2 separate regions of the Mus musculus genome follow, and region 1 is linked to region 2. Evidence: chromatin contacts called from public promoter capture Hi-C data. All regions are on one chromosome and are shown on one strand. Each heading gives the region's core, a stretch centred on a gene start, on an enhancer-like site or on the middle of the called end of the contact. The rest is flanking DNA. Distances are from core to core; before and after follow the strand shown. Region 1 holds the start of Mgl2 (macrophage galactose N-acetyl-galactosamine specific lectin 2). Region 2 has its middle 21 kb from the start of Slc16a11.

What was found. Promoter capture Hi-C pulls out the DNA fragments that hold promoters and counts their contacts.
Region 1: a contact with region 2 is called in a promoter capture Hi-C map of macrophages, with 8 read pairs. The contact joins the promoter of Mgl2 here to the enhancer-like site in region 2. A contact is called at or near these places in 2 of 39 promoter capture datasets (embryonic stem cells and macrophages), 2 of 15 datasets of contacts at CTCF or cohesin (CD8 T cells and the NIH/3T3 cell line), 6 of 484 Hi-C or Micro-C datasets (the G1E-ER4 cell line, the STO cell line, bone marrow-derived macrophages and 3 more), 3 of 115 datasets of contacts at active chromatin or transcription factors (CD8 T cells, embryonic fibroblasts and embryonic stem cells) and 4 of 9 other capture datasets (adipose tissue, liver, macrophages and 1 more).

The regions. Positions count from the first base shown.
Region 1 is chr11:70,125,065-70,131,836 of GRCm38.p6, reverse strand. It overlaps Mgl2 (macrophage galactose N-acetyl-galactosamine specific lectin 2), which reads right to left and starts at 1,480. Exons shown (of 10, transcript NM_145137.2): 1 at 1,395-1,480. It also overlaps the pseudogene Gm12311.
Region 2 is chr11:70,189,274-70,195,984 of GRCm38.p6, reverse strand. No RefSeq gene overlaps it. Among named protein-coding and RNA genes, the nearest start is that of Slc16a11, 21 kb to the left of the region's middle. Within about 2 kb of position 3,669, at least 50 of the 459 cell types and tissues checked have an H3K27ac peak or open chromatin away from gene starts, as enhancers often do. A contact at or near this core is called in CD8 T cells, the NIH/3T3 cell line, the STO cell line and 3 more, where this site is marked.

The DNA.
Region 1 (6,772 bases), core at 231-2,730, 62 kb after region 2:
AGAGACCCTAACTCAAACACAAAACAAAACAAAACAAAACAAAACAAAACAAAACAAAACAAAAGAGTGGGACAGGGAGATGGCTTGGAAGATAAAGTGCTCACTGTCCAGTCATGAGGTCCCAAGTTTGGATCCCTAGCACCCATGTAAAGGCTGGTTGTGGTGGCACACTCTTTCTTGTAAGCCCAGTGCTTGTGGGAACGGGGCAGAGAGACGTCATGAGAACTCATCAGCAGAAGGATGAGCTGAGAAGGCAAGCTTCCGCTTCAGTGAAAGATCATGTCTTTTTTTTTTTTAAATTAGGTACTTTCTTCATTCACATCTCCAGTGCTATCCCAAAAGTCCCCCACTCCCCCACCCCACCCCCACTCCCACTTCCCAGCCCTGGCGTTCCCCTGCACTGAGGCATATAAAGTCTGCACAACCAATGGGCCTCTATTATATCTGCACGACCAATGGGCCTCTCTTTCCACTGATGGCCGACCAGGCCATCCTCTGATACATATGAGGCTAGAGACACGAGCTCCGGGGGGCACTGGTTAGTTCATATTGTTGTTCCACCCATAGGGTTGCTGTTCCCCTCAGCTCCTTGGGTACTCTCTCTAGCTCCCCCATTGGGGGCCCTGTGATCCATCCAATAGCTGACTGTGAGCATCCACTTCTGTGTTTGCCAGGCCCCAGCATAGTCTCACAAGAGACAGCTATATCAGGGTCCTTTCAGCAAAATCCCACTAGTGTATGCAATGGTGTCAGCGTTTGGAGGCTGATTATGGGATGGATAAAAATAAGGCAGAGAAAGTGAGAGAGAGAGAGAGAGAGAGAGAGAGAGAGAGAGAGAGAGAGAACAAAGGATACTTGATGTCAGCTTCTGCCTGCCACATATGCATGCAGGCATGCACTTACACACATGGAGCCCACACATGCATACCATGCACACACACGCACGCATGCACATGCACATGCAAACTAAGGTAAGCAGCTCCTGAGAATTACAGCCATGTTTGTCCTTGGCCTCCACATACATGCACATATATCTATACGTATAACTACACACACATGAACATGTGTATTGTAGTTAAGAACTATGGTTTGGATCTAAAATATCTCCAAAAGTATGTTAAGCAAAGAACTAAGGTTAGGGATAAGACTAGAGTTAGGATGGAAATCAGCTGGGAACTGGGCCAAGACATATTGAGTTTGAGTCTTAATTTGCCTAGGGATTGTGGAGGCCACAACCCAAGCTAGAGTGCAGTGCTGGTGTATTCCCAAGCCTTACACGAACCCCTTCTATATCTGCATACTTCCTTCCACCCAAGGCCTAGAGCCCTTCCTTCCTTGCATCCCTTACACATCTCTTGCCCCACTGGTCTCCCTGGCAACCCCGACCCAGTTACCTGTGTGAAGTCTTGGCTTCCCTGTGCAGCAATGACCAGAGGCGAGAACTCAGTCGGGGTGGAGAACTATATCCCGGAGGGTTGGTGTGTGGGAGGGGCCAAGCAGAAGCCACATATATGTCCTTTGCGTCCGAAGGCCCAATGGTCTGTTCTCCTTTGCATCTTGAGTGGTCCATTTGGGGAACGTCCAAATCTCTCAGCTTCTGACAGCCAATACTGAGTGACTTGGAAATTGAGTGTGAGTGAGGATTGCCAGCTGGCAGAGGATCAGATTCATCTCCATCTCCAGAGTGTGCCGTCCCATATTCCTCTTTCTAGACCCTTCCACGACTTCCTCATTTTTCACTCGGTGGGAAGGGAGCTTACAACAGAGAGGCAGTCTATTTCCTTCTCCTATGCCTCTTATCTTCATTTGCTTCCTGCCCACGACTCTCCCTGAATGTCGGTGTCTGTCATTGAACAGCACTGCACAAGCCTTCATTCACTGCTTATATCCAAAACCTGGTGTGGTTCCTTGACCCCTGAGTCTGAGGACCCTCGCCACTAAGCCCCATCTCCACACCCCTCACTCCACCCAGAAGGATAGAGAGGGATAGAAACCGTGACCTCACCAGACATGGAGAGAAGGGCTAAAGAGGAAACACATTTTGTTAAGCATTTTAAAGAATTTATTATTTTGTCTTCTTAAGCATCCATTCTGTGCAGGAGGGTATTGGAATAGGTGATTGGTTCCCTCTAGAGCATTAAGACACAATGTGGATGATGGAAGGAAATAGCTATAGATCAAACAGCACTATTTTCCAACACCCAACTTTGCTCTCTGTGCCTGCTCAGCCTTCACCACGGTCCTTGTCAGTGCATGGCTCCTCAGAACACAGATCCCTTCAAGTAGGAATCTGAGTGTTGAAAAACAAAGCAAAAACCTTCAGGTGCTTTTGTTTATTTTCTCTTGTCATTGTTATTGTTTTCCATTTCAAGAGCACTGTTGTTTTGAGACTTTCTTGTTTGTACTGAATTGATATGTGTCAGGACCACTGGACACATCCAGTCATGAAATAGGATCGGCTTGGTGCCATTGCTAGATCACAGCCACCAAAAGGAAGTTCAGTCCCTCCATGACTTCTGACTGAAGCAAGAACCGCAAACGGCATTTCAACGTGCCTTCTCACATTCGGAGGAAGTTCACGTCTTTCCCTTTTTCCAAAGAACTGAGACAGAAGTGTAACGTTCCGTCCACACGAAGTGGTCCATGTGTGCAGGAAGAAATAAGTAACCTACACTGAATGAGTTCAGCAAGAAAAGGCTAATGGCACAACTGTCCATGCGGGCATCCACCCCAGAAAGGTGGGTATCACCAGGGTAAAGCTGGATGAGGGCTGCAAGAAGTTCCTGGAGAGAAAAGCCAAGTCTAAGCAAGTAGAAAAGGAGAAGGGCAAATATAAGGAAAAAAACAATTGAGAAGATGCAGGAGTAGAGACATCTCGTGCACAGCTTTCATTAAAGACTGCTTAAGGAAAACAACAATAACAAAACCCTCTGCGTTCATCTGCATCTCTTTTCATCCATCCTGCCGTTTAGTTATTTGTGATTTCCCTATTTATGTTTGTGATTTTCCATCTCAGTTTTGTTTTATTTATTCTGTGATAATTTTATTTATTCTGTGATAATTTGATGAGTCTGTATTTAGGCTTGGATCGAAACAGCTGCTATCAGGAGGTAATGAAACCTTTTAAAGGCGGCTGAGTGGGAGGCCTTCCTGTCGTGGAGCTGTGTGAGATCCCAGCCTTTTCCTCTTTCTCTTTTTCTACATAGCCAGGAACTGGGCAGTTTTGCTGCCCCATACTCCTGACATGATGTCCAGCCTTGCCATGGACACAATGCAATGGAACCAACCATAGGCAAAACACAGAAAAATCTGACTCCAATTAAGGCTATCCTTTTTATAAACTAATTGTCTTGGATAGTTTTTATAAGGCAGACCTACCTCTTACTAGCACAGGTTTTTGCAAGGTGATGCTAAAACTGAATGGGAAAGGGGTGATTGGCTCCTTAGCAGACACCCACCCCTTGAAAAGGATGGGGAAGAAGACAGGAGGGAGAGACCCAACATGGTATTGAACCAGCCTGTTCTCTGCAAGTGTGAACTATAAAGGCTGCCCATGATCACAGTGGTTCCACTCTAGGGAAATGATGATTGCACCAAATTTGTCGATCACATTCAGGGAATATAGTTCTTTTCATAATATTAATTATTATGTCAGTTTGTGGACATAAGAATTCTTGGTGTCTTCTTCAGCGTCTTCCTTCAGTTTTTATAGAGGGCACATGATGCTTGTGCTCACAGATAAGCACCAGGGAAACCAGGAATGGTAAGCACACATGCTTGTCTCGTCATCGGAGGAGATTTAGACCTGTTTCCTACCAGAAGGCTGGGGTGGGTGTGGTTAATAACCTGATGATCTGTGTTCTCTGAAGGGCCAGGCCATACCCAATACTCCCAGACTCTTATGTTTATTCTTCCTCCCTAGGCCTTTATCTTGAGCACTGTTTCTCAGTCAATAGAGTCAATCCCTAGGGGAGATGTCACATGTACTTTGTAGCTTCGTGACCTCTACAATACCTGTATGACTTAGACCACACTCCATCCCCACCTAGGCCCTTAAAGCTATAGATCCAGTATTTATGGAAGAGGTCACATGTACTTTTCTAAAGAATTCAAATGTGTCACATTTTAAACTTTATTGTACACATGGAATTGAGATCATTGTCACCAAACTGCACTGTACTTAAGTGTCTAAAATAAATGGCCCAGTGTTAGACTCTAGAAGTTTGAAGTAACCCTGCTAACTAAGCTGTATCGGACCGGATTTTCTTTCTATTGCACGCGGATTTCTCATGATCTCAGTCTGCTGGTGGGGGCAAAAGGACCCCACACGTTTCCACAGAGGAGGTCTTTCACCTTGGCTCAGATAGACTCCCAGAGTCTTGTATAAGCTATTGTGGATGGGACTGGTTTCCTGACTTCTTTTGGCATGCTTACAATTAGTGTGCAGAGAACATGCCATTTCTCAGGTGTCAAGCTGGGATCCTATAACTCTGCTGAGAGCCATCATCAGACCTAAGGGTTTCAGATGGAATTTTTAGGGTCTTTAAATATAGGATCATATTGCCTAAAGATGGGGACAGATTGGCTTCTTTTCTTACTGTTTCTACCTCTTGTATTTACTTCTATCACCATTGTCATAGCTGAAAGGGACAAGTGGCTTAAGTACATATTTAACACCCCAAAGTGGATCTGGTCTCCAACTTCTCCCAGCATCCCTCCATCCCAACCTGTTACAGGGCATGGCTGGCATATCCCGGCCTTCTACTCTGAACTTTCCATCCCAGAATCTGGGTTTTCTCTCCCCCAGAAGATCTTCCCTATATAATCCAGACATTTTGGTCTCTCTGTTCTCTCTCCCTCTCTCTGCATTTTCTCTCTCCCTACATGCATATGTTTATTCTCTCTTTCTCTTCCCCTTCCCCTCTCTCTGTCTCTTTCCCTGTGGCAACTCCTTGGCCTCTTTCCTTGGGACCAATGAATCCCCAAGAGCTGCTTCTCAATAAACCTGCCTTTATGTACTTCACTTTGATTTGATTTGGCTTGACTTGGCTCATTTCATCGTCGGAAATAACTTATCAGAAAAGTCAAGTGCTATACTGATTAAGCATAGAGAAGGTGGGCATTCTTGTCTGGTTCCTGATACAGAGAAAATGCTTTTCCATTTAGTACAGTGTTGGCTAGGTTCATGTTAAAATGTTCCTTCTGTTAGGTACCTTGTAGCCTTGAATTATCACAAAAGGGTGTTGTATCAGGTCTAGAGGAAACTTCAATTTCCAAGAATCCAAAAGGCAATCCAAATATCCAGAAATGAGCACAACCTGGACTATAAGATTTCTGGTAGTTAGATAAAAGCCAGGATCCCACAGGAACTTGTGGAACCAGTTCCCCTCTACCAAAAGGAGTCATTTCCCTTATCTCTGGCAACCCAAGGCACTCACCAGCCTATCAAAGCGCATGCTGGTATCACAAGAACCTGTTATACATTTCAAAGCCCTCCTAGGCCTTCACCTCCTGCCCCACCCTAAACTTCCTCCAGTTCACAGGCTTTCCTACCCCCAGCTACTCATTTTCCTTATAACCCAGCTAATCCCACTATGTTTGCTTATGCTCTGCTCCTGTTTTCTCTCTTCTCCATCCCTGCTAGTCTCCCCTCTCTCACTGACAGTTCTGGCCATATCCAGTCTACTTCTATCTCTCTCTGCTCTGAACCCTTCTGGATGCCTCTGGCTGTTCTCTCTCATATCTACAGTATGAGATATCATAAGCCATACCATGGAGTGGTCATGTCATCCGTTTATACACGCTGAAGTTATCCAAGGCCCTTTCTGCATCTTTTGTGGAGTCAGCACATGGTCATGGTCTCGGAGTCTATCAATGTGCTGTTTTGTGTTTATTGATTTGCATATGTTGACTCATCCTTGTACTCTGGGAATGAAGCCAATATAATGATGAATGATGCTTTAAATGAGTAAACATTTAGTGTTGGATTAGGTTTGCTAATATCTCATTGAAAATTTTTGTGTCTATTTTTCATCAAGATCATGGTTTTACAATTCTCCTTTTTGTTGTCTCCTGGTCTGGATAGTAATGGGTTTTCAGTGTGCCTCCATCCAGTCCCTCCCCAGTTGCAGCCATCTTTCTCCCAAGGGTGACCCCAGACTTGCTGGTTTAGGATTGTCTGTTTACTGGCCCACAGAGTAGTTTAATCTCAAGTACTGTGCCTTATCCCATCCCACAGGATTCAGTTATTCGTGGGTGTGAGGGGGACCACAAACCTGGAAGGAAATGAGAGGAAAGGAAGGAGAAGCAGAGACCAAGAAAGGTGCCTATCAAGGTCTCCGTTTATTAGGCTGATGTGCCTGATTTTAAAGCATACATCGCTCTTGCGCACACCCGGCTGGCCAGCAAGAACAACGCTGCAACAGGATCCTTCCGCACACGTTTATTGGGAGAGCTTGATTGCAGAGGTGAAGTGACCCCAAGGCCAGAACTGGTGCTGCTTATATAGGCCTAGGAGAGGCGTGTCTCACACCCGGATTGGTTGTGCTTGGGTTATGCTTACCACCTCATTTGCATGCCTACATCTGAATGGTTAACTTGTCTCTCATATGATTGGTTAATTTTGGTTAATTCTCAAAACCTCATCTTGGCAAAAAAAAAAAAAAAAAAAAAACTTTACTGCCTATGTATGTGTGGTGGCCAGTGGAAGCCAGCGCCACCCTGCAACGGCACATGTGGCTTCCCACACATCGCGGGGAATAGGGAGGGGTCG
Region 2 (6,711 bases), core at 2,420-4,919:
TCGTTATTAGCCAGCTTCCAATCTGTCCTAATTATTGCACGTCTATCTTCATCTCCGCTAAGATCAATCCATATCAAGAGGGGCTCTAGGCCCACACTATTAAGAAGGATGGTTTAGAAACCATGGCCTCCAAGGGCTGATTTGTTGGAGAACTGATCCTAGGTGAGAGGACCTAGTGGGCAGTCATTAGGTCAATTGTTGGCTAGCTCTCAAGGTGTCCTGTGGGACCCTCAACTCTTTGATTGCCTGTCTGACAATATAATCTCTCCCTGTTGTTCATGTCCTCGGTTCCATCACCATAACCATGCATTGGATCCCTAGGACCATGAGCTAAATAAACTTCTCTATTTCACAAAGTTAGTTTGGCTTAAATGATACTTACAGAAATAAAGAAGACTGGACTAATACAAAGGCATTGGCATCAAAGCACACACTTTCAAGAAAGTGCAGTCAAGGGCTGGAAAGATGGCTCAAGTCATTATGCTCTTCAGCGGACCTGGGGTTGGTTCTCAGCACCTCTATCAGACAGCTCAGAGCTGCCTGTAACTCCGACTTCAGGAGGTCTGGCGCTCTCTACTGGTGTCTACAGGAAACTGCATTTGAGTGCACACACACACACACACACACACAATTAAGAATAAAAATGAAGCTGGCCTTAGTGAAACACACGTTTGATCTCAGTACTTGGGAGGCAGAAGCAGGCAGATCTCTGTGAGTTTGAGGCCAGCCTGGGACAGAGTGAGCTCTGGAACAGTCAGGACTACACAGAAAGAAAGATCCAGTCAAAAACAAACCAAAAACTCCACTAAACCCAATAACAACAACAATAACAATAACAAATAATGTAAGAAAAAAGTCATTATCTTGTTCTAATTTAGCATTAAAACAAAAAACCTCAGGTTGAGTGGTTTACAGAAAATTATTTATCAAGCTCTGGAAGCTGAGACCTATAGAATCAAGTCACTAATAGGTCAGATATATGATGGGGGTTCACATTCCAGTCCATGATGTCTTCTTATGTATTCTAATATACAGAAGGAAGCCGGGGAGCGCTGTAAGGTTTCCTTCAGACCAGCACCAACCTCATTCCCGGAACCATGCCTATGACCTCGTCACTTCCAAACACAGTCGCACTGTGTCTTAGGGTGTTAGATGTGAAACATTAGGGGTTGGAAGGAACATAAACAAATATTCAATCTATAGCACTGTAGACATCAATAAAGCCAAGCGGGGCTGGGGAAATGACCCAGTGTGCAAAGTGCCCGCTGTGCAAAGGTGAGGCTGGAGTCTGGATGCTCATTTACCTATATCTGAACCCCAGAACTTTCAAGGGAAGGAGACGGGCAGATTCCTGCAGCTCACTGGCCAACCAGTTTAGCTTACCAGTGAGTTCTCCCACATATCAGTGGGAGACTCCATCTCAAAGAAGGAGGAGAAGAGGGAGGAGGAGGAGAGTGATAAAGACATCCAGTGTCAATCTCTGACCTCCACATATGCATGCATGAAAACTGAAATGCACAAACACACACACATACACACACCACACACATATCACACACATACACCACACCATACATACAACATACACATTCACAGTATACACACACAGCACACATGCACACAACACACACACACACACACACACACACACACACAAACAGTCAAGCCAAGTTCAGAAATACAGCCGTTTGCTTGTCAGTGGCTCAATGTCATAACTAAGGAACTAGGAGCTTTCCCAAATGTTTAGTCTTCACCCTGACTGTTTCTACTTTCCCCCTCTTAGTCACTACATTGCTTGCTGCTGTCTCAGACATAGCATTCGGAACCAATGATGCGCTAAGGAACATGAAAGCATTTCTTCTAGTGTGTCCTCCTCAGAGGTAAAGATACCTTCCTTCCCAGCCGGTATCCCTTGGCTCAGGGCCAGGAATTTACCACATCTCTATGCTTAAACCCGCCAGGGACTGGGTTGATGAGAACAGCTGGGGTTCCTGTCAGGCCCTAGCTCTGGGACTGAAACAGAGACAGCCTCATCTGAAGTTCATAACTGTACGGAGTTATGGAGTAGGGTGGATCCCTAAATACTTAAGGGACTGATGGTAAGAATGAAAACATTGTGGATCATGTTGCATAAAAGAGAGACAGACAGACAGACAGACAGACTTTGGCTGAGTCACGTATGAACTGCCCACTGGGACCTGAAAGGACACACAGAGAAGCTGAAAAGAAAGACGGCCTGAGAAGAGCACATTCCTGGCCGTCTGTTTCCTTGCCTGACTGGTCTGGAACTCAGATCCATCTGCCTCTGGCTTTTCAGTGATAGATCAAAAGCAGGTGGCACCATGCCTGGACTTTTGTTATTATTAACGTGATTTGTTTTCTCTGATAATAAATGACCAACTCTGCCCTCTCCCGACACACACACATCCAGAGTCTTAAGTAACTGTTGTATTAGGAAGAACCTGACCTCAGAGGCAGGAAATGGGCAACAATGTAGCAACCATAATGTGTCTCTTCCTGGCCTAGACAACAACAGCCACATTCCCAATGGTCTCTTGGCCTCCAGCCGGACTCTACAGTCCAAACTCTTTACTGCCACAAAGTGAGTTTTTCAGTAGTCAGTTCTGCCCTTAGTACAGAGTCCTAATTCCTTAACCAGCAACTCAGAATCCTTCATCATATTAACACTGGTCATCCTTGGGGTTCCCCCTCCAGTACCCTCAGCTTCAGCCTTGATAGTTAGGACCGGAGTTGAAGGATAAACAGCAAGACTTGTTTTAAAATTAGATGTAGCGCCAAACCAATAAATTCTGAGGTGCTGAATGGGTTTCAGCAGCCATGGTCTGATTAAAAGAACAAGGGGCTGGAGAGAGAATGCAGTGGCTAAGACTGCTGGTTGCTCTTGGGAAGGACACAAGTTCAGTCCCAGCACCCACCTCACAGCTCATAATCATCTGTAACTCCAGCTCAGTGCCAGGGGATCTGCGGCCTCGTCTGCCTCCATGGGCACTACACATGTGTGATCCATAGATATACATGCAGGCAAGACACACGCATAAAATAAAATAATGAATTTTTAAGGAAATTTTTTAGTAAGAAAGAATAGAACTAACTAAACTAGGTCTATTAGGAAATTTGTTAAATCAATAGAGGTAATTTCCTTAAAAAGAAGAAATTACCAAATCTACTGAACTTAAATAAAAAATAAGCACGATGCTCCACATACCTTCTATTCATCAACAATTTCTAGAAATTCTAGTAAGTATAAAAATACATAATTATAGACTACACACCTAGGAAATATAAAAATATAAGGTACATAAACTAATCTATATATATATATATATATATATAGTATAAAATAGCAGAATTAATAAAATTTTACAAGATGGCTGAATACAAGCCCTGTACGCGTAAAACAGTACCTTTAATTCCCTATGCTAACAACAGGACAACTAACTTTCTTGGAACCCTCCTACTGCAGAACTACCTAAGGTAGGTTAAAAAGAAAGAAAAGTGCCGTTTAAGTTAGCAACTCAGCTATAAAGAAAGCAGTGGGATTTTTTTTTTTTTTTTTTTTTTTTTTTTTGTCTAAAGCATGAATCACAAGCCACAGAGGCTGGGGCATAAGAGCCCACGAACACAGTGGAGCCAAGGGCATTCCCATGTGGCTTATGAAAGACAAGATGGAGGCTGGCTGATGATAGAAAGTTCAGAAATGACTACAGAGTGGGCAAAAGAAACCTGTTTGCCTTATCCCCACCACTGGGCAGAGAAAGACAAGCCATATCATAAAAATTCAGAACTAGTGCCGGGTGTGGAGACACGTGCTTTAACCCCAGCGCTTGGGAGACGGAGTGGTAGGTGGATCTCAGTGAATTTGAGGCCACCTGGGTCCACATAAGTTCCAGGCCAGCCAGGGTAACATAGAGAAACTATCTCAAAAAACAGCAACAGCAGCAGCAGCAGCAACAGCAGTGACTACATAACTGGAAATGCCCACTCCAAATCAGATCAGGGCCCACCCATCTGACACATCTGAGATCCCAGATACCCATGGCAGAGCATCTATAGTAAGGTCCTGCCAGATTGGACAGGTCCCAGGCACCGGCTGAAGCAAGCATGAGCCCTCTCTGGAGGAAGATTCCATCAAAGCTTTCTTGACAACTTTTAAAGAGACAGATTTCTAGAACCAAGCGTTTACAGCTCAGAAACGCACAATGCTCTCTCTGTGTCTCTGTCTCTGTGTCTCTGTCTCTGACTCTCTCTCTCTGTCTCTCCATACACACACACACACAACACACACAAGACTAGGCAAGACAAATCAGCAATAAGAAGTGGCAGAATGAGGCCCACGTGGAATTTAGTGACTTGAATTTTAGAGAGAATAAAAATAAACACATTATATAAGTAAATAGAATAAAACTTGAAAATGTGAGCTAGAGGTCATTGTCAAAAAGGTGAGCAGGCTCGCTCTGGTGGACTAGTGGGGCCACATGCCCATGGTAGCCAAGGAGAGGGCTGTGAGCATGCGTGCAGTGGATCACTTCTGCTTAGAGGAGTGGGGCCTCCTCTGGTTCTAAATGGAAGATCCAGAGTGTGACTCATTGCTTCCTATGCTGACATTCATAAAAGGCATGGTCTGGCTGTTACAAAGTCGGGAGAACCGGCTTCCAACTCCAGGCACGGAAGCTAGTGTGAGCATCAAATAGGAAAACTCAGACTGTATGAAACGTAATTTTTCTTTGCCACCCCCCCCCTTTTTTTTTTCCTGAGATGGGGTCTCTTTATGTAGTCCTGGCTGTCCTGGAGCTCATAATATAGACCAAGCTGGCCTCTAATTCAGAGATCCTCTTGCCTCTGCCTCCTGAGAGCTGGGATTAAAGAAGTGCACCACCACCATGCCTGGCTTTCCCTCTGACTTTGGTAAGAGTGATGGACATGACATGACCTTTAAAGAAGAGAGATGGCTCCGTGGTTTAGAGCCCTTGCTGCTCTTGCAGAAGACCCAGATCTAATTCCCAGAATCTACATGAAGGCTCATTGCAACCTCAGTTCCAGGGATTTCTGATCTCCGCAGTCACCGGCATGCACACAGTACACACACCTACAGGCAAAATGTTCAGGTGCACAAAATTAAATAATTAAGAAAAGGAAAATCCTGCTGTGTGTGTGGTGGCAGAGGACAGCGAAAACAAAAGGGAAGGATTCCAACCTATACTGAGAATTGGATTAAGACCTCAGTGTGGACTCCATAGCAGTGAGGCGGAACAGGAAATGTTTTTGAGATGAACAGAGGTAGCCAAAGGGCAAAGAGATCACTTCTGTTCTTGTGGTCTCATTGCAGTCAGCAGAGCCTCAAGAGGAGGAGAGCTCGGGGCATGGTGGCGCACGCCTTTAATCCCAGCACTTGGTAGGCAGAGGCAGGCAGATTTCTGAGTTCAAGGACAGCCTGGTCTACAGAGTGAGTTCCAGGATAGCCAGGGCTGCACAAAGAAACCCTGTCTTGAAAAGAAAAAGGAAGGAAGGAAGGAAGGAAGGAAGGAAGGAAGGAAGGAAGGAAGGAAGGAAGGAAAGAAGGAAGGAAGAAAAAGAGGAGGAGAGCTCAGCCTCTTTGCTGAGCTTTGCTGATACAAAGAAACAATGGGTTTTAGGGGGTTTTGATTTTTTGCAACAGATATGATTACAATTTTTTTTTAACCAAGGTTAAAAGCTACTTAGTTTATATGTGTCCTATGTGACTTTCTGAAACATTCTCTCTCCATTCTTAGTTTCAGTTCTCCATGCTTAGGTATGTTTAGGGTATGTGTGTACTCTTTAGACTCGGCTGATGTTAATGGTTGTAGCTATCCCTTAGTGTTCTAAAGAGAGAGTGAATCCATCCATTTTCTTTTGCTTTAAAAGGTATATGAGCCAGGGAATTTTATAAATTCAAGAGTCCTACTTAGCTCATGGCTTTAGAGGCTGAAGGGCAAAGGGCTGCTACTGGCTGCGTTTTCCAGAAGGATCCGTGACAGATGAGCGCAGGGTGGTGTGATCGCGTGCGAGAGCAATCACGTGGTGACGATACAGGAAACCAGAGAGATGCAAAGGTCAGGCTTGCTCTTTTCTAACGCCCACTCCCGTAGGAACCAACTCACTGTCTCATAACAGCATTAGTTCTTTGTGAATCCAGAGCTTTCAATGGCCTACCTACCGCCTGCTTGACATTGCCCCTTAAATGTCATCCCACCTCAGGGCCCAAGCCCCCAACGCCTGAGCCCTGAGGGACCACATTTGAGCAGTATCCAAAGCATAACGAATGGCTAGCTTGCCACGGTCAGTGCAAATCACCCTGTAGAAAACTGATCTTGCGCGCATGCGCGCGGGGCGGGGCGTTGCTCACCACTTGCTGTGTTTTGTTTAATGGCCTTCCTCTCTTATTCAGCAACCGGTCTGTCAAATGGCGATAAATTGTTTCTGTCCACCCCCGTGAAGTAATCATGCACCCTGTGAATAATACACAATTGAAGTGCTTTTTAACTTATAAAACATGACCAGTTATGACTCATTCCGACATTTCAAAGCCTAAGAATTCCGGTGGCACCAGAGCGAGTGACTTGTCTTCCTTTCTACTGAAATGATTCATACATTTCCTTCAGATTCTGTTAACCCGTGTCATTCCTTTCCTCAGAACCTATGTGAGCCCTGACTATAAGATGTGAATGGATT